Linked DNA regions of Callithrix jacchus: region 2 is linked to region 1. A link is a contact called in public Hi-C data. All regions are on one chromosome and are shown on one strand. The core of a region is the stretch at or near the end of the contact, and the rest is flanking DNA. Distances in the headings are between cores, read along the strand shown. Region 1 overlaps DAPK2 (death associated protein kinase 2). Region 2 holds the start of DAPK2 (death associated protein kinase 2).

The links. A called contact is a pair of places that touch in the nucleus more often than the background predicts.
Region 2: a Hi-C map of skeletal muscle shows a contact between it and region 1, with 4 times the contacts expected there. The contact joins the promoter of DAPK2 here to the enhancer-like site in region 1. A contact is called at or near these places in 2 of 3 Hi-C or Micro-C datasets (induced pluripotent stem cells and skeletal muscle).

The regions. Positions count from the first base shown.
Region 1 is chr8:10,725,102-10,732,605 of calJac240_pri, reverse strand. The region is part of intron 11 of DAPK2 (death associated protein kinase 2); the gene reads left to right. Among named protein-coding and RNA genes, the nearest start is that of HERC1, 75 kb to the right of the region's middle. Within about 2 kb of position 2,040, at least 2 of the 16 cell types and tissues checked have an H3K27ac peak or open chromatin away from gene starts, as enhancers often do. A contact at or near this core is called in skeletal muscle, where this site is marked.
Region 2 is chr8:10,861,778-10,868,666 of calJac240_pri, reverse strand. DAPK2 (death associated protein kinase 2) reads left to right here and starts at 5,356. Exons shown (of 12, transcript XM_054240447.2): 1 at 5,356-5,456.

The DNA of each region.
Region 1 (7,504 bases), core at 791-3,290:
ACAGGCACCTGGCATCCCAGCTACTCCGGGGGATGAGGCGGGAGCACTGCTTGAGCCCAGAAGGTCGAGGCTGCAGGGTGCCGGCATCACACCACTGCACTCCAGCCTGGGTGAAGGAGTGAGACTATGTAAAAAAAAAAAAAAAAAAAATTTCCAGAGACGAGCATTGCTGTGCTCCCTCTGCCACCACTGCCACCACTCCTGCTGTTAGGGGCTGAGTGTGTCTCCCCACAGTTCGTATGTTGAAGTCTCAACCCTCGGTACCACAGAATATCACTGTATTTGGAGATAGGGTCTCTAGAGAGGGAATTAAATTAAAACGAGCTCACTGGGGTAGGGCCCGATGCAATATAATTGGTGTCCTTATAAGAAGTGGGGATTAGGACACGCAGGAGGGACCACATGAGAGCCCAGGAGTAGGGAGGGGGAATAGCCATCAACAAACCGAGGAGGGGCTCGGAGGAAATCAGCCCTGCAGACACCTCAGTCTTAGACTCTGGCCTCCAAAATTGTAAGAAAATAAACTTCTGTCTTTTAAGCCACCCAGTCTGTGGTACTTTGTTATGGTGGCCCTACCAAAATGGACACCTGCCAAGTACAGGCAAGATGGGGGCAGGAGAATTCCTAACAATGTGGGCGGAGAAGGGCAAAGAAGCAGCCACAGGGAGAAGGGAGAGGAAAAAGAGATGGAAGATCTGTCTTCTCCGGTGAAGAGAGCAAGGGAAGCTCACTCAACGGCATCGAAATGTGGGCTCTGCTTTTGAGGCCAAAGGAATAGTGTCGCTGACCAGAACTCAAGAGATGACCCGTGGGAGTCAGAAACAGAGTCAGGGCAAGGCCAGGAGGTTGGGAAAGTACATGGGAAGAGGTTGACAGGAAAGGAGAGAAGTTTTGGAAGGTGAGGAAACTGAGCTGAGGAAGTGAGCCAGGAAGGAGAGAGAGGGGAAAATATTATTCAAAGAAAAGGGTAGGGTGGGTGCTGTGGCTCATTCCTGTAATCCTAGCAATTCGGGAGGCCGAGGCGGGTGGAACACAAGATCAGGAGATCTAGACCATCATGGCCAACATTTCTACTAAAAATACAGAATCAGCCAGGTGTAGTGGCATGCACCTGTAATCCCAGCTACTTGGGAGGCAGAGGCAGGAGAATCGCGTGAACCCAGGAGATGGAGGTTTCAGTGAGCTGAGATCATGCCACTGCTCTCCAGCCTAGTGACAGAGCAAGACTCCATCTGAAAAAAAAAGGAAAGGATGCTGGGGAAAGAGATCCCAGTTCCCTTTGTCAGCAACCAATCGATCGGTCCAGAGCAAAATGGCCCCACAGGAACAGCAAGGCAAGTTTCAGAAAAGCATCCAGCCAAAAATGGAGTGGTCCCTCAAGCTGGTTGCAGAATGCTTAGCAGCTGACCTGGACTTCTTCCCCAGATCTCAGACAGAAACAGCCCTGTGCCTCCCTCTACCCTGGGAGAATAACCGAGGCCAAGAACTGCTGACGGTGGGCAGGGGCCCTGGGCCTGTGAGGGGCTCTTGGCTATGGCTGGTTACATAAATCAGAAGGGCATGTTCTGGAACAGGGTTCACTGGGAGCTCCTAGGAAGTCAGTTATGGTAAGAGGAGGGCTGCCCTCCTGCTAGGAAGGAGAGCAGTGAAGACCTTCGACAAACCCGTCATGACCAGAGAGTTAGCCTTTCGCAGCTTCTCTAGCCCACCCGCTATGTTTCACTGAAGAGGAAACTGATGCCAGAGAGAGGAAGTGACTAGAGCGTCACACAATGAATTTGTGAAAATATCTGATGAAAGCGCAGACGTTCTGGCCCCTAGTAACAGTGCTCATTCATTCAGCTGATAAACTGTGGTGGACCTTTCCGGAGAGGATGGACCATTCGCTTTGCCTCATTGTTAACAAGCCTCATCCATTCTTTACTGTTGCCTGCCTCATCCTTCATTCTTGGAAATGGAAGAAATTGACACACTTGCTTCTGCCCGTCTTTCACAGCAAAGGACACTGCCCTTGGGTGGGGGCATCTCAGCTGCCCACCCCCATAGGCTGCAAGGCAGTCAGGGAACCAGCATTTATTGGGCTCCCACTGTATGCTTGGCACTGTTCTAGAAGCTGGGTTGGAACAGAACAGGACAGACACCCAGACCCTGTTCTAAAGGGGTCCATGTTCTCTAAGCGCTGGGAATCCACGACTCCATCATGCCCGTATCTCCTTCTGGCTCTCCTCTCATCCAGGTTCTATAAAGCCCTGCTGACTGAGTCCTCTTAGCCCAGCATTTTGGTGTTGGATCCACCTGTTGTGTTTCCCAGAAGCCCTTTGGGAAGCACAGGGCCAGGCAGTGGGCAGAGGGGGGCCATGGAGGATGCACAATCCTTTCAGAATGACTTTGAGGACCAGCAGCCAGAAACTAGGTACCCATGCCCCTCCCCAACAGGGACCCAGTCCCTGTAGCCTCTCTGCTATCAGACAGCTGCTGCCTGCAAGGTATGAGGATAAGGGCAGCAGCTGACCCAGGGCACCACATGTGTTCTGTTGGCTCTGTAGAAGGATGTGTTGGCCAGCTGACACTTTCAGGGCTGAAAGAGACCACAGTGTTCTCTGAGGCAAGTGGAACATTCCAGTGATGAAAGCCATGCAGTTCAAATGCAGTTCTTCCAGACCGGAGGTGCCCTGCCCCAGAGTGTGTGCTTATGTGTGTGTTGGATGCTGCATTACTATTTCACAAATACCCATATAAATATTTTAGTGCACTGCATTTTGATGAATTTCGTGTGCTGGCTTTCCTGACTCCAGATCTTAGATTGCATTTGCCTTTTCTCTTCGTATATTTATTGGCTGAAAACCTTATTTTGGAAGAAATTGAAGGCTGTACTGTAAGAGGTGAAATACAGGCAGGGCACCATGGCTCATGCCTGTAATCCCAGCACTTTGGGAGGCCGAGGCGGGTGGATCACAAGGTCAAGAGATCAAGACCATCCTGGTCAACGAGGTGAAACCCCGCCACTACTAAAAATACAAAAAATTAGCTGGGCATGGTGGCGCGTGCCTGTAATCCCAGCTACTCAGGAGGCTGAGGCAGGAGAATTGCCTGAACCCAGGAGGCGGAGGTTGCGGTGAGCCGAGATCGTGCCACTGCATTCCAGCCTAGGTAACAAGAGCGAAACTCCGTCTCAAAAAAAAAAAAAAAAAAATTAACCAGGTGATGGCGGGCACCTGTAGTCCCAGCTACTCAGGCGGCTGAGGCAGGATAATCATTTGAACCTGGCAGGCGGAGGTTGCAGTGAGCTGAGATCACACCACCGCACTCCAGCCTATCGACAGAGAGAGACTCCGCCTCAAAAAAAAATAGTGAACTACAAAATCTCTGTGAAAGAAAAGTCAGGCCCTGGACTCTACAGACAAAGTAAGTACTCGTGAAAGAGCTAACTTGAGAACGCGTATCTTACAGGGAATTTTATGTGGCACTGGAATGTAAAACTTTCTTTCCCTCAAGTCCCCAACTTGACATTGTTCTGTTCACTGTTGCTGCACCCCAAAGGATATCTTCCTTGGTGGTCTGCTGAGAGGATACCATTCTAAGCAAACGTTAATAGGTGTAGAAATTGAGCAGCTGAAGATCTGTGAACAATGGTTATTGACATTTTAAAAAGCAGACACACTGTTGGTGAGCTCCCATTAACAGTTTCTCTCCTTTTTTCCCCCTCGCCCACTGCTTCTCTTTTTCTCTCCCCCTTCGCCCATTAGCAATTCATAATATACAGCTGAAGTATATATTTTAATATTTTATTTACTTATTGAATTCATGTTCTAGTTCTTAATCCAAAAGCAGTTGATTATATTCGCTAAGGAGAAATAATTTTTTTTAGCCAGGCATGGTGGCGCGTGCCTGTAGTACCAGATCCTCGGGAGGCTGAGGTGGGAGGATCGCTTGAACCCAGGAGTTCTGGGCTATAGTGCCCTGTGCCAATTGGATATCCGCACTAAGTTCAGCATCAATATGGTGACCTCCCGGGAACGGGGGACCACCAGGTTGCCTCAGGAGGGGTGAACCGGCCCAGGTCGGAAACGGAGCAGGTCAAAACTCCCGTGCTGATCAGTAGTGGGATTGTGCCTGTAAATAGCCACCGCACTCCAGCCTGGGCAACATAGTGAGACCCCATCTAAAAATAATAATAATTTTTAAAGTATTTTTTCCTCTATGGATTAGTGATCTTCCACCCCTAAGGTAGAGGAAAAGTAGAAGAAAAAAAAAGGAAGCCCACCATAGGTTTTTGAAATCTGCTCTGCAATAGGAACATGTTGCATCCATTTCGTTTAATCCTCTTCCTAATCTTGTAAGGGAAATGAGAGCCCCATTTGTAGGATACAGCTGAGATTCAGTGGTGTTAGGAAATTTGCATGCAGTCACACAGCTGGATCTGTATCACAGATCTAAGTCACACTTAGAATCTGGATTCCAGCCCAGTTTTGTCTACCTTCAAATCGACATTATTCTCTACTTTTCCTGGAGAAATACAGTGTTCAATGAAAACGTAACCTGGAGAACAATATACAGTATTATACTCTTTTTTCTTTTTTAAGTTCACAAACTAAGCCATAAGTTGTTTAGGGATACATGTGAACGTGACAAAATTGAATTTTATTTATTTTTGAGACAGAGTTTCACTCTTTTTGCCCAGGCTAGAGTGCAATGGTATGATCTCAGCTCACTGCAACCTCCGCCTCCTGGGTTTAAGTGATTCTCCTGCCTCAGTCTCCCGAGTATAATCTCTCTCCTGGGATTATACGTGCCCGCCATCATGCCTGGCTAATTTTATATTTTTAGTAGAGATGGGGTTTCACCATGGTTGGCCCGGTTGGTCTTGAGCTCCTGACCTCAGGTGATCTCCCCACCTAGCCTCCCAAATTGTTGGGATTACAGGTATGAGCCACTTCGCCAGCCATAAAATTGAATTTTAAAAGCAAGGAAGTGACTACCCTCAAAATTGAGGATGCAACATACATCTGGGTGGCTGAGATGGGGAAGAGGACAAATGTGGGTGCTGGGCTGTTGGCAGTGTTCCATCCAGCCCACACCAGGTTCACGATGGGCTCCTGCTGTTCAGTTTATTATAATGCTTTGTAACTTACATATTAATTGTCCATTGAGAAATATTAAGTTTATGAATATTGATGAATGCTGAGTGTATGATAGAATACATTGTTTGCTAGGAAGACGGATGGCAAGGAAAACCTAGCCACTCCCCACCCCCCACAACACCACACCAAGTAGAAAACTACTTGGGGCCTTCCAAAGTGGCAGAACAATGTATGAAGACAGCTGCCCCTGCCCCCGTGGCTCCCTCGTGGAGAATACTTTTTAGTTTGTCTGTGATCAGTGGTAAGCGGACACCAGCTGCCTACTTGGCATGTTTTGTGTTATGAGAAAATACCGAACATCTGTTTGTTAATGCTGATCACCTGTTCAGAGAATAAATGCCTGGGTCAGCGTCTACTCAGGGCCTTCACCTGGAATGTCATCAGCCTTTGAGGCTCTCAGTCAGCAAGGCTGCTGGCCCCTCCGGATAGACCCACTTTGCTGTTCTATCTGGGTGTCTGCTTCTTAATTCCTTCAACACCACCTGGGTGAAGGTCTCTGGCTGAGCTGGTGATCGGTAGCCGTCTATACTTTTGCTTGTATCAAATATTATGTTAAAGATAAAGGGAGAAAATGAAGTGAAAAGAAGTCCATCCTAACGATCCATCCTAATGGCTGCTATTAGGGACAGGACATAGTGCCCCTCTCTACTGTGCTTTTACCCCTGACTTGACGATAGGCTTTTCTTTGTGTTCTACCGCCACCTAGATCAGAGGTCATCACACCACTCAGTGTAAGAATACCTGGGCTGGAATTTTTATTCCCCTTTTAAGGAGAAGGAGTAGAAAATACCCTCCGCCCCTCCCAGCCCTGCCTCCTCAAACATCGCCTCCCCTGGGAGTTTGTGTAAGGACGTGGACAACTGAGGGCAACTTCCAAGGTCAAGGAGGCTGAGTTTGTCAGCGCACGCTCTGGGTGCCTTCGTGTCTCTTTGAATTTAAACCTAGAGGCCAGAACAGTATTTGAAAAATCAGCTGGGCCATTATCCTGCTCCTAGATGGGATTACACTTGGGTTTCTTTGTCTCATTTTGGAATTGAGCCAGGGAGATTCTATATCATCCCTCGGTTCCCTTTTCCAGTTCTTAACAGTCTTTGTTGTATTTTACCACTTGGAGCCAAAAAGCCTGGGCTCAGTCCTGCCACTCTTCAGCTGTTGGAACTCAGCCTTGTCGTTCAACCTCTCTGGGCCTCCATTTTCTAATCTGTGAAATGTTGATATCAGTGTTACTTGTCATGAGTGCCTTGTTGAAACCAATTTTGTAAACAAGTTTTGTCAACTTTGAAAGACTTGGCAAGCATGAAGAATTTGTTTTTACACAATTTAGTTGCACTTCGAGACCATAGACATAAAGAGTGTAAGGAAGCTCCAACTTGCTCTCAAGTTTCCGTAACAGTCGCTGCTGAAATTGACAGTAGACAGATTGAACCGATTAACAGGAGAAAACCCATTTTAATGATGTGCCTGTACACAGTAACCTTACAGAAGAATGAGATCCAGAGAGGGACCCAATGAGGAATACAGCCTTCAGGCTTTCGGTAAGGTGGTGCTAAGTTACAGGAAGGAGAGGGGAAGGACTGCAGAGGGGATGAAGGCTGTCTTGTCAAATACCAGTCTCTCAGGTAATAAAAGTTGTTTCGGCCAGGCGCGGTGGCTCACACCTGTAATCCCAGCACCTTGGGAGGCCGAGGCGGGTGGATCACGAGGTCAAGAGATCGAGACCATCTTGGTCAACAAGGTGAAACCCCGTCTCTACTAAAAATACAAAAAAATTAGCTGGGCATGGTGGCACGTGCCTGTAATCCCAGCTACTCAGGAGGCTGAGGCAGGAGGATTGCCTGAACCCAGGAGGCGGAGGTTGCAGTGAGCCGAGATCGCGCCATTGCACTCCAGCCTGGGTAACAAGAGCGAAACTCTGTCTCAAAAAAAAAAAAAAAAAAAAGTTGTTTGGAACTCCTTCCAGAATAGGCAACAGCCTGTCTCGGGGTGGTGATGACTTTTAATCTCCTTGTGGTTATTAATATTTCCTGGTTGTTTGATGAGATTCCTAGGGAAGTGGTTCAAGACAATTGCATTCCTTTTGGAAGACCATCCCTCAGTCAAGAGGTGGGGACTTCCGAGGGAGCTCCTCCCTGCCCTAGGGAAGAAAAAGAGGAGTGGGAAGGAGGTCAGAGAGAAACCTTAGCTTCCTCTGAGGTGTATTTCTGAGGCCTTTCTGTATCCTTTGTTCAAAGCACTCAGCATACATACCAAACGCCCTATTGGGGATATTATTTTCTGAACCCCAATAAGAGCAACTCTGAGAAATGTAGAAGTTAGCCAACCATGGCCAATGGTGCACGGCCAACACTGCTTACTTAGAGTCT
Region 2 (6,889 bases), core at 4,107-6,606, 130 kb before region 1:
CATCCTGCACGGATCCAACAAAGGCCCCTGACGACTCCAGCTACATCCCTGGCACAGTGTGGGGAGGGTGACAGGGGTCACTCAAGGGACCCATCAGCAAACACAGAAAGACGAAATCTTATCTTCCACTCAGCAGATATGACTGTGAACTCTAACTAATGAGATCTGGGAAGAGGTCCTTTCCTCTGAGGAGTCTCCCTGTCCCCACCCACCTTCCAGGAACTAAGAGTCTACTCCTCCCACCTCTGGGGTCCCTCTGGGATCTGCCCAGCCCTTGATCTGACTCAGAACATAGGAATCCAGGCATTTTGTCCCCAGGGTATTTCCTCTGTTTGGCTGAGTTCCTGCAGGGCAGGCCCAGTGCCTCATTTCTCTCGGGGTCCAGCCCAGAGTCTGGCCCAATAGACACCAGCAAAGGTTTGAAGAATGAATGAAGCTGGAATTGAGCTGAACCATGGATAGACAAAGGAGGAAAAAGGAAAGCATTTCAGAGACAGAGACAGGAACAACATGGCTGGAAAGATATGGCACACATGACCAACTGCCTCGAAGAACAGAAGCATCTGGCTTGGGAGGGAGGTTGACATTTGCGCCAGTCCTCTCTCTCTCTCTCTCTCTCTCAAACCTTTCCTATGGTGCCGAGCCTGTGCTCCCTCAAACATCTGCCACAGTGTTTTTGAGTCTGGTCCTCACATCAGCCCTGAGAAAAAGATGTAATTATTCCCATTTTATTGATGAGACAACGGGGGCTCAGAAAGTGGCTAAGCAGGAAGAAAAATAGGCCTGCCTGATTCCCAAGCCTAAAGAAGTAAGTGGTTGGAGTTTGTAGCCCTAAAAGTGGGCATAGTTTGAGGGGTCCTGGCCATACAACATGTCACCAGCCTCTGTCCCGAATAGAAGGCAATGGCATATGAATGTGTCATGATCCCATAGTGTGGCTCTTGTGCTGACTCAGGTAGAAACAGGAATGAATGACAGGTGGTTTATACCTGCAGCCCTTTACATACACAGCTGCTCACGCCCTGTGTGTCCTGCCTCCCTTGCCCCACTGTGGACTTTGCTGGTCCTCCCAGTGATCCCTAGTCTTCTTTCAAGCTTGACTCAAGCCTCCCTCTTCTCTGGAGGCTCCTTCTGGAGTAGACCTGAACTTTCATGGCATTGGGTCTTTATTTGCCCCTACTCCAGCACCTAACCCCAGAAGGTACTATTGAATGTTTGCGGAGTGAATGAGTATATACACATGTCCAGGTAATCTCCATCCCCCAGGTTCTCTAGAGAGAGGCAAGGCCTCCCATCCCCCAGCTCCTTCCTCTCTTCTCTCCTCCCCTGCCCTTCCCCATCCCTCTGGTGCTGAGTCCAGCAAGGCTAGAGGCTGAAGCAGCTGCCTCTAGCTGCAAGAGCCACTGGGCCCAGGAGGAGGGGAAGTGGGGAAGCAGGAAGGGTTGCCAAGCCAAGCCTGCTCCATACCTCCCATCTAGGAGGGCAGATGGCACAGGGCAGAGTGAGCAGGGCTGAGAAGCCAGGCCACCAGGCCAGTTTGGGAGGAAGAAGCTTCCTGCCGCCTTCCACCCAGTAGGCAAGCCCGCTGGGGAGGAATCACCTGTGTGTTCCCTTGGCCAAGAGCCTGAGAGTCAGTACTGGACCCATTGTCAAGAAGACTGCATTTGGCAATTCTCTGGGCCGGTCTAGGGGTGGGATGGGACGCAGAGATAAATAAGATCCATTTCCTCCCCAGGGGAGCTTACTGCCAGACATTTAGGGAATAATAATAATAGCTAATAATCACTGAGCACTTTACCAAGTGCCAGACACCGATCTAATTGAAAAGTAACTGCATGCTCACAACAGCCCAAGAGATAAATGCTATTATAAGCTCCATTTGACGTATGGGGATAATGAGACACAGAGAGATCATTAGGGTTGACTAATGATCACTGTGGGTGACTTAGGGATGGAAATTCCAGGAAGGGGGGTCCTCATTTGCTTCCTCTAAACAGCCTGCCCCAGATCACACAGTACGTGAGTTGCATGCTGGGATGCCTGAGTGTGGACCCAGGCAGTGTGGCGTCAGAGTCCCTGCATTTAGCCCTCATGCTACCCATCCTCTAAGCCAACCCAGGTGCCATGAGCCATGGCCAACACATACAGCATCTCAATCCCCACCTTGCCCCCTTGTCAGGAGGTTTTTAGAGTCTGTAAACTTGCCAGGCACCACAGTGTGCTTTAGGATATCACCATGACTCCTGCCCATTGCTGCCTGACACGGTTACATCTTTATCTATGGGCTTGTATTCTCATCCCTGGGAAGCGCTGAGCTCCTGGGACTGACTCTACCATCTCAAGTCCCTTGGACTGTCTTGTACAAAGCACGTACTCAAATGTGTTTGCCATTGAGGGGGTTGAGAATTTCCCTAGGTCTCTGTGACATAAACAGAGGGGGTTTCAACCTGTGCATTGGGAATCACCTGGGGAGTTTAACAAAAACTGATACCCAGACCCCATCCTCAGAGGTTCTGAGGTAATTGATGTAGGATGCAGTCTGAGCATGGGGGGTTTTAAACACCCCATGTTATTCACAGTTATTCTGATGTCCTGCCCGGGCTGAAAAGCCTCATATTAAAACTGTTTTAGAAATCTTGGCAGTTTCAGTTGAAGGAAGGCAGCAGAGGGAACAGCTTTGGAGACCAGTGGGCAAGATTCACGTCACAGCTCAGCCACTTACAAATTGGATAAGTCTGGGCAAATCAACTTTCCCAAGCCTCAGTTTCATCTTCTGTAAAAGAAGATAATGACACCTCCCTAGAAGTGAAGCACCTGAAGTAAGTGCCAGGTATTTGGGTGCTCCTGGGGGACAACAGAAAACAAGACAGCTATGGTCCCTTATCTTGTGATATTTACCTTCCTTAACTCAGCTTAACAAACCTTTACTGGGTTTAGGATATCAAGCACCATATGGGTTCAAAGATGGACGAGACATTGTACTTGTCCTTGAGAAAAAGAGAAGTAGACACTAATCACAATTAAAATAGAGGAAGGAGGATGACGAGAGAGGTACCAACCAGGAGTGGTGGGGATCGAAGGAGAGAGGTATTTAGTAGGCAGATCAGGGAAGTTTTCTGCGGAAGACACGATACTTTAGAAGGCCCTTAGATCATAGATAAGATTTTGTAGAATGGGATGAGGGGTGTGGTAGTGGAAACAAACAAATCATGGAGGCAGGAACTGCCAGTAATCCAACCTGACAAAAGGGCTGGATGTGCATGCAGAGGAGGGAAGAGAATGTGCAGACACAGCAGGAAAATGCAGGTTAGAGCCTTACATGCTAGGGTGAGGCATTTATACTTGATTTGGTCAGCCGTGGGAACCATGCAAAAACTGGAGCTGAGTTGCATAATTCTTAGCTCTTAAGACCCGGACTGCCCCTGGCTTCGTTCTGGAGTTGGTGTCTTCTTTGCCACTGTCCTTGGGGCCGCCCCTTTTCTACTGATGGCCACCTTGGTCCTGTGTTCAGTGCCCTGTCGCTGCCATCAGGTGAGGGTCCGATGAACCCACTCAACCTCAAGCATGAGATGTATCTCCAGATGGTACCTCCCAAGGTAGTTGTATTTTGGCAAGTACAGTGAAAGGAGCACCAGACTGAGAATCTAGGGTTGATGGACAATGACTGATTTGTCAATTGCTAAACCCAAGAAGGTCTCTTTTGACTCATGCAAGGGGCTGCTGCTGAAAATGAGATATTAAGCATGAGGCTTGAGGGACAGAGATGGAGAGGCCACATGTAGGTAATCAGCAGGGTCAGCGGAGCCCAGCCTTGGCTTCATTACCAGGTATGGGAATGGAGAAGCCTCCAGATGATTCAAACCCCCAACTATTCAGGTGCTCCCAGTTGAAATCCCAGACACTGCAGGGCAGAAATAAGTCATACACACTGTGCTGTCTCAACTTCTGTCCCTCAGAATGCATGAACATAATGAAACTGTTGTCCTGTGCCACCAAGGCTGGTGGTAATGGTTTGTCACCAGTGATAGGTAAGTGGAAATGGAGGAAGATGTGTTTAGGGATAGTTTGGCAGGGGACTCCTCATGTTGGTGAAACTTCACCAGTGGGTGTCCTTCCCCTAGTGGGTGTCCAAGTCTTGGATGTCTGTGTATCATGGTGCTCGTAGGAGAGGAGGCGCACAGACTGCACTGTCCTGGATTATGATGCAGTTTATAAACAAGGAACTCTTTCTCGAGGATGTCCTGGATGCCAAGGCACTGCTCAGCTGGGTGGTGGGGTCCATCTGTATTTGTCCCATTGTCCAAAAGGCTGAAGAGTGTGTGTGTGCTCACACTGGTAGAGGTCCTCTAGGTGCATCTTACACACTCCATCTCATCTCAGCCCACCCGAGCTTCATGAGCAGCTACTGAAGGAGAGTTCCTCCCACTTTATTGATGAACAGCCATGCCCAAGAACACACATACAGAGTGGCAGGGCAGGGCTTTGAACCTGGTGGTAGGACTGAATTACAGGCCCTTTTGAGGAGCTCCGTGGGTGACTTAGCGAATGGAAATTCTGGGAAGGAGGGTGGGGTCTTCATTTGCTTCCTCTAGGCCTCTTGTTTTGAAATAAGGCGAATGAACCTGACTTAAGTTCTGTTTTCCGCGTCCGCGTCCTTCCTTTCTCCCTTCACCCCTCACTCTCCTTCCTTTTTTCCTCCAGGACTTTTTAGCAGAGGGCAGAGAGGACGAATCCACTCCCAAGTCCTCTATTAGAGAAGGCGTGATGGCGAGATGGGGGCTTCACTCACCAACCGTGCCAGGACAAAGGGCAAAGGAGGGCGGGCCGCTCCCAGGCTGGGTGGGGGGCAGTGAGGAGCAGAGCGGCCCTTCTCATCGCAGCCGCCACCCTGCTGTGCGCCGTGGACGTGAGGCCCTAGAGTCTGCGGTGCAGGGAGCGCTCTGGCTGGCAGGGAGGAGGCGGCCCAGTGGGGCTTCCTGGCTCGCGGTGTGTGCTGGGGAGAGGAGCACGCAAGTGCCGTTTTCTGAGGATTGTGCGGGACCCTATCACACGTGTGAGCTCATTCAATTCTATTTCCAGATAAGGCCCGGAGAGTGTAGCCGACTTGCCCGAGGCCACACAGGATGTGCGCGTCAGACCCGGTAGGGACGCGCGGAGGGTCTCGGCACCGGCCCTCCCCGCTCGCCCCGGTTCCTCGAAGCCCTGAGGTGTCCCCCACCTGGCGGGGAGGCTTTGGGCCCTGGCCCCGGCGAGGTCCGGAGGAGGCTCCAGCAGGGGGCGCCCCGAGCTCCGTCCGGGGCAGCTGGGCGCGCCTCCAGCCGGCGCCTGGGACGGGGCTGGCCGCTCCGCCCTCTCGGCTCCTCGGCTGCTCGGCTGGCGGGCGCCGGGCGCTCAAGGAGGAGAGGACGGCCGGCCCAGCCGAGTCCCCAGTGCCCGCCGCAGCGCAGCCTCCCGCCGTGAGTAGCGCCCGTCTGCGGGCTCGACGGGCGGGACCGGGCTGTGGCCCGACGGCGGCAGCACCCGAAGCTGGGGCTGGCGGGGCAAAGAGATCCGGGGCACTCGCTCGCAGATCCCGGGCCCGCCGCTCCGGTGCCTGACGCCGTGGCCCGGGGCATTGTGGCCGGCACCTGAGCGCGGGAGCTGCCCGCCACTGCCCCGGGGCGCCCTCTGGAGCCTGGCACTTTGGCCCGGGAGACAGGGTGGGGGCGGCGGGCAGAGCCAAGCACCCCAGGGAGATGGGAGACAGACATCCATCAAGTGAGGCCCCTTGTAACGGGCAGAGCACGCCCGGCTCCCGGCCAAGTCTTCTCAGCTTGGGCCTCCTCTCTCACCTCCTGCGGCCGCCTGGCATGAGGAGGTGATGGGAGGAGGGTGCTCAGATGTCTGAGCCTCCTGTGGGGCCGAATGAAGGTGTGGTCCCCCCGTCAGGTGCCCCAAACTGGGGTAGAGCTAGGGTGGGCCCCGGGACGGCCAGGAGGTGTGCTGCAGGTTGGGTCCCAACAGTTGACTAGGACGCTGGGCCAGGCGTTGTGGAGGTCTCAAGGCCTGCATCGGCCTGGCCAACCCTCACCATAGCTCCGCATGGTGGAAATTGGTATTCTTACTTTACAAAATAGAAAACGAGCCTCAGAGAGGTGAGCTTCGTTGAGGCCGTGCAGGTAATGGTAAGGTAGCGGTGCATACCGGAGTAGAGGACACCATAGCTGGCTCCCACAGAGGCAGGTGGGAAGGCTTGGGGGGCAAGTGCAGGGGCAGTGCCTGACATCTTGTACCCCGAAATCCCAGGTGGAGGGCAGGCACTCTGGTTGTCGACACTGTGTTTCCCAACTGCCTCTGTGTAAGGTATTCCTGGGAGAATCCTGTCGACTGAGAGACTCTGGCTCCTTGGCCTCTTCACAGCTAACGTCAGAGCCCTGTTCTTCCCCAAACCACTCATGTCGATGGCACCACGGATAATTCAGCAGCTTCTGAGGAGACTTGGGCAGGGGGCTTAGGGGTGTGTGGATGTGGCTTGGAGGTAAGTTTCTGGTTGCGGGAATGCGACCTGCACCAGCCCTGTCCACTTCCCTGCGGCCTCCCAAATTGTTAGCTGTGGGGTGAACAAGCAGGCTTCCCAAGGGAGCTGGACCTTTGCCAGAGACACCAAGTTTTTCTTGCGTCAACTTATGCAGGTGGCTGACCTTCTGCGGGCCTCAGCTTCCTTATCAGAGACCATGATGGGTCAGAGCCCGGAATGTAGAGAGGGGCCCTGTAACAACGGAGCCCCCTCCCTTCTGTGGGCAGCCTCTCCAGAGCCTGGTTGCAATGACTGCTAATGGGGGCGGGTGTGATGAGACAGTTGTGCGTGTTCGGCCCAACCACTGCCTGCCCTCTTGCTGTGGTCTTGTTT